2 separate regions of the Sus scrofa genome follow, and region 2 is linked to region 1. The links are chromatin contacts, called in public Hi-C maps. All regions are on one chromosome and are shown on one strand. Each heading gives the region's core, a stretch centred on a gene start, on an enhancer-like site or on the middle of the called end of the contact. The rest is flanking DNA. Distances are from core to core; before and after follow the strand shown.

Evidence for each region. A called contact is a pair of places that touch in the nucleus more often than the background predicts.
Region 2: a contact with region 1 is called in a Hi-C map of subcutaneous adipose tissue, with 1.9 times the contacts expected there. The contact joins the promoter of ADGRA2 here to the enhancer-like site in region 1. A contact is called at or near these places in 8 of 47 Hi-C or Micro-C datasets (alveolar macrophages, embryonic fibroblasts, heart right ventricle and 4 more) and 1 of 2 datasets of contacts at active chromatin or transcription factors (alveolar macrophages).

The regions. Positions count from the first base shown.
Region 1 is chr15:48,455,005-48,457,783 of Sscrofa11.1, forward strand. No RefSeq gene overlaps it. Among named protein-coding and RNA genes, the nearest start is that of EIF4EBP1, 13 kb to the left of the region's middle. Within about 2 kb of position 1,402, at least 27 of the 83 cell types and tissues checked have an H3K27ac peak or open chromatin away from gene starts, as enhancers often do. A contact at or near this core is called in alveolar macrophages, retroperitoneal adipose tissue and subcutaneous adipose tissue, where this site is marked.
Region 2 is chr15:48,609,677-48,612,606 of Sscrofa11.1, forward strand. ADGRA2 (adhesion G protein-coupled receptor A2) reads right to left here and starts at 1,358. Exons shown (of 20, transcript XM_003133366.4): 1 at 681-1,358. The coding sequence starts at 943.

The sequences.
Region 1 (2,779 bases), core at 152-2,651:
CTGTGGCAAAGGCCAGCAGCTGTACCTCTGTTTCGACCCCTAGCCTGGGAACTTCCATATGCCGCAGGTACAGCTGTAAAAAGCAAAAAAAAAAAAAAAAAAAAAAAAAAGATAAAACAGATTCTTCCTTAGAATATCAATGCCTGTTACTGGTTTCTAAGAACTCCTTTATGACCAAGGATGTTAACAATTTGTCATGCATTGCAAATGAAATAACATGTATTTATGCCATCAGTTTACTATAGTGCTTTGTATTTTGGTTGCTTATTAAAATATAATTGTGTTGTGTTTTTGTTTTTGTTTTAAAAAAAGATAAAACAGAATTCCTCCCAAGGAGAAATCTCCTGGCTCAGATAGTTTCACTCCAGCTTCAGACACCTAAAGAAGAATAAACATCAATTTGATACAACCTCAGGAGTTCCCGATGTGGCTCAGCTGGGAACTCTGAGATGAATATTCTTGTCCTACTCCTTACAGGGCCTCTTGGTCCCCTCCAGGCATCTTGTCTCCCGGGTGCATCAGAAACCCAGGATTCCAGCTCAAGAACTCAGAGGCTTCATCACCTTCTAGCGCAGCTACTGGCCCATCACCAGAGCTGGGTAGGAAGAGCCTGAGGTCTCCTGAATAGCCGTGACATCAAAATAGCCCTCCTTCTCCCAGCCAAGCTCTGTTTTGGAGCCTGTGAGGCCACCAAGTTCCCCTATCCTGCTGGCATTTCCTCTTCTAGTACTCACTGGCTCATCAGGGGTGGAGGGCTTGGATGGGGCCAGGAGAAATGGGACAGTGGCTGGAATGAAAGGCAGGCACCAGTGATCCTTGGTTTCCAGGTTTGGAAGCATTTGGAGAGGCAGCGTTTCATTTTTATATTGAGGAGGTAGAGGAGATCATGGCAGGACTCCTTTGAAGGGACTTCCTTCCTGCAGCCTATGGAAAAGGTTCCAGATGCTAGAAAGGGGCTAAAAAGACAAGCCCCTAGGAGTTCCTTGGTGGCTTATTGGGTTAAGGATCCAGCGTTGTTGCTGCTGTGGCTCTGGTCATGCCTGGCAGGGGAACTTCTGCATGCCACTGGTGTGGCTAATCAATTAATCAATCAACTCCCTAGCCTGTGGGGTGCAGGTCTCCGCAGCTCCAGCCCCTGTTTCCCTGGTGATCACCAACAGTGTCTGAGTGCTCTCCCTGTTCCCTGCAGGCCCAGGAACGCCTTACTCCCCCCACCACACCATTCTGGAATGTCTTCTGGCTCCTGGGCTGCTGCCTTTGGTCTTAAATGGTATCATGACCTCGGAATCACTTTCTAATGGGGGGTGGGGGGAGGGGGGGTGCAAGGAGATGTGAGCCCAGGCATGTATGTGGGAAGTAAGCCAAACCAAGCAAAGAGGCTGGAGTAGAAGTGAGCTCTAAGTGATGGCTAATTGGTCAAGCAAGACCAGGGTGCATGTGGTTACTGCTGAGGCCTGGCACAGCCTGGGGCTGAGTGTTCACCCCATTGGAGGTCTTCCCTCTGCAGGTGTTTACCACGGCTCTGGCCCCCAGTTGCCCTCCAAGATCCCTAGGCTGTGCCTCCATGGTACCTCTACACCCCCTGCAAGTTGGGCAGCTTAGCCAGAGGGCCCCAGAGGAGGCTCCCATTCATATCTGGGCAGCTGCTGCCCCTGGCCAGCTTGCTCACAGTGTTCCCTCGGGCTTCTCAAGGACGGAGGGCCAGCTCATGCCTGGATTCAGAGCCTGCTTTCCACTCTCAGGCCTGCTCCTTCACCCTGGGTCAGGGAAGAGGGAGAGAGGGGGAGCCTAGGGAACAGAGGAGGGATGATCCCTGGGGAAGACCACCCCAATAAGGCAGAGGTTGGACTTGGTTGTCTGCCGGCCTGACATTTGGGAAGTGGTGGAGATGGGCTGTCAGGGGGAAGGTTTCTGTTCCTCACTCTCCTTTTACAGAATGTGCTTAGGACACTAGGGACAAAGGGAAGGGAGGGTGCAGACAGGAAGGACAGGCTTTGGACGCAAGCTAGAAAACAGAACGATCCACTTGACTTGCTGCATTCCTAAGGCTGGACTCATTCTAGTCTGCTCCCTGTGTGACAGATGTGGGGCAGTGCTGGCTGCCTGGAAGACTCCAGAGACACTGTTCAGACGTGGGCCTCTCAGAGGTCCTGCTCGTGGTGATTCTAAGGAATTGGGAAAAACTTGACTCATTACAAACAACCCAGGCACTCCCCAACAGGCCCACAATTGCCCTAGAGTTCCCTGGAGTTCTCCATACAGGCTCCCCAAGGGTCTACAATGAGTTTGGCATATAAACACCAATGTAGCTGTAAGAGGTATTTAATACTCTGTAAACAACCCTGGTGAAATTAGCAGATTAGTTTCATGGTTCACCTGGGTCTGGTCTCAGGAACCTCCAAGCCTTACAGGGCTGTTTGGGAGTTCCCATCATGGCTCAGTGGAAATGAATCTGACTAGCATCCACGAGGGTGCTGGTTCCATCCCCGGCCTTGCTCAGTGGATCAGGGATATGGCATTGCTGGGAACTGTGGTGTAGATTGCAGACATGGCTGGGATCTGGCATTGCTGTGGCTGTGGTGTAGGCCAGCAGCTACAGCTCTGATTCGACCCCATCCTGGGAACTTTCATATGCTGCAGGTGCGGCCCTAAAAGACGGAAAAAACCCAAAAAACAATAACAACAAAAAAAAAACCACACCAACACCAACAAAAAAAAATGAGGCTGTTTGATGGTAAGCTTTCTGCCTCTACCGCTGTCTGTGAAAGCAGCCATAAGT
Region 2 (2,930 bases), core at 108-2,607, 150 kb after region 1:
ACCCAAAACAGAGCTCACTTCACAGATGCGCGCGGGCGGGAGAGGGGCCCGAGAAGAATCGGGACGCTGGGGTCTTGTTCACCCCAGAAGCGCCTGCACCCCGAGGACAGACTTTTTCCGAGCCCACCCTCCCGCCTGCGCTAGAGAGAAGATCTGCAAGCGGGGCTGGCAGGCTTCAGGGTCGAATGGGGCGCCCCCAACTGGAGGAGCCAGGCCCGCGGAGTGAATCGGCGTGCCGCCAGGGACGCGTCCGCGGTGGTAAAGACCACAACCACCTACTGGGCCGCAGGCGTCGAGCTTCCCTGAGCCTTCCCCGAGCCTGCCCACTTCAGGTCCCCGAAGTCCGCAACACCAGCCCCGGCTGGAAACTCAAGGGGCGTGGGCGTCCCGCCAGCGCGCATTCCCCTTCACCTGTGCAGGTGAGTGGGCGTCCGCCTTGCCTCTCTTTGGGACGCCCCCACCCCCACTCCACGCCATGCTCCTTCCTCATTCGACACCCCTGGAGCTCTAATTTTCCCCCTGCTTCTCCAAGCCTCCCTTTTCTTCTTCTGGACCAGGCCTGTCCTAGAGTCTCTGAAGTGTTGGCATCCTCTCGGTCCCCCATTTCTCACCCCTCCCGTCTGGTTTCCTTTCGTCCCCTCGTCGGGGATCGGGCTGGGCTGGCCGAGTTTGGTACTCACAGGGTAACGGTGCTGTTAGGCAGAAGGCCGGGCTCCGGAGGCTCCGGGAGGTCCCCGCCGCCGCACACCACCCTCCTGCGTGCCGGGTTGGATGAGCCGCCGCTTAGCCCCTTGGGCCGCTCCCCCGAGCACTTGCAGCTGCGGATGGGGACCGGGCAGCCGGGCGCGCCCCAGGTCCCGGGCACCAAGAGCAGCAGCCAGGGTAGCAGCTGCAGCAGCAGGCGCGCGGGCGCCGCCCGCATCCTGCGTCCCGCGGTGCCCATCAGCCCATCGCCCCGCGGGGACCGACAGCGCTGGGGCCCGTCTGCGCGCCGGCCAGAGGGATCCGAGAGTGCGGGAGGCGTGCTCAGCGGGGGCCCGGGGCGCCCGAGGGCGGGGCGGGGGGCCCTGGGCGGAGGCAAGCCCCGGGGTCCCCGCCGCCGCGCCCCGGGGGCATGTCCGGCGAGCGCCCCGGCGGGGAGGACGCGGGCGCGGCTGTCAGCGCGGCGCGGGCGGCCCCAGGCGTCGCGGCCCGAGTCTCTGCGCGGTTCTCCCGGGCCGGTTGAGGCCGGACCCCTCCGCGGCGCTTGCTCGCTCTGCGCGGGGCTGGGACCTAGCGGATCGCGCCGGGCTCCTGCCGCCGCCGCCGCCGCCGCCGCCGCCGCCGCTCCGTGCCATGGATGGAGGCAGCTCGGCGCGGCGCCGCTCCCGCCGCCGCCAGCCCCCTCCCTCCCTCCCGAGCGGGCGCCCTCCCCTCGCCAGCTCGTCCGTCCGCGAGGCCCTAGCGCCTCCCGATACGCAGCCAGGCCTCTGCCCTCCTCGGAGCCTGAGCGGGCCAGCCGGCTTGAGGCCCCGCAAGTTCCCTGCACCCGCCTTGAATGTAGACTTTTTCTCACTCCCGCCCCTCTCCCCTGAGGCAGGAATCTTCCTCCTGACAACCCATCTCCGACCTCAAAGCCAACCGCCGTCACTTTTCACAAAATCTTCCCTCACTCATTCCTGTCCAGCCTGCACCCCATATCTCTGGGACTTTCGTTGACCTGCGGGCTTGGCCAGAGATGTCCATGTTTTGGTTTAACTTTGTTCACTGCTCTGGGGTTGCTGAGGCTCGGCTTCCCTTGACCCCTGACCTGATGGGCCAGTCTGGAGGCCGGCACTCACTGCAGGATCGTAGCCAAGTCTTAGGAGGCTCAGACCCTCCTTGCTGCTGGCTGACCTCGCCCAGTGGGGGGTGCATGTCTTTCTGCCTAGGAGGGGTCAAAGGCCAAGGCAGACAGGCTAGATCTGCCACCGCCTACCTTTTCCACATCCACGTGTGTGTTTGGGGGAACAGTGGGAATGGGGGGGATGGAGAAGGGAAAAGCAGGGGTGTGTGCTGGGAGTGGAAAAAGCACTGTACCCAGTCAGGAGGGCCCTTTCTAGGCAGCTCTAAGGACACATGGGGGGGGTAGAATCTTGGGGGTCAAAGTGGGGCCCTGCCTGCCCCCTAGTTTGTGAATGCAAGTTGTTGCCTGAAAACTGGTTAGCGGTGGTGGTGGGAGGGCACTCAGATGGGTTTGAAAATCACCTTGATTCCCAGATAGACTGAAACACAAGCTGGGACAGAGGGACAAATGAAGTGTGGCCCAATGTGTCTGCTTCTTGTCTTCCCACAGAGGCTGCCTTTTCTGACACTTGCAGGGAGATGCAGGCTGGGGGTGAGGAGTAGAAATGGCACCTTTGCTGTGGAGATGAGGCTACCAGGGTTGAGGGGTTCCTGGGCAGAGCTCCTTTTCCCATCCTTCGCTGGGCCACCGAATCGGCCACTGTAGTGACCGTCACCGTCTTTGTGTGCCCTTGGCTCTGCTGGTGTATGTGGCACCTTTCCTAGTACAGTGGCATATCAGCTGGGTCCCCCACCCCCTTTGCTGGGAATGGCTTCTTTCCCTCACATGAGCGGCAGATGCCAGGCCCAGACACTGGCTCCTTCTGGCTCCACAGGTCTGTCCCAGTTGCAGGCTCTGGTTCCTTCAACTTCCAAAGATAAATAAATAGTGACTGCAAATGGAGGAAGGGAGAAGACGGGCCTCCCTCAGCAGGAGCCCTCTGCAGGGCTGGCAGGGGCCGGGCTTGCATTCCTAGGAAGGGTCGTCACAGAGCCACGGCCCAGGGCAGGCCTGCCACCCAATCCTCTGGTTCACAGGCCAGGGAACTTCTCAGAGACCAGAGCAGAGGAGGCCTCTGGCCTGGGTCACACAGTCTTTCTGTCATTTCTGTTTTTTTTTTTTTTTT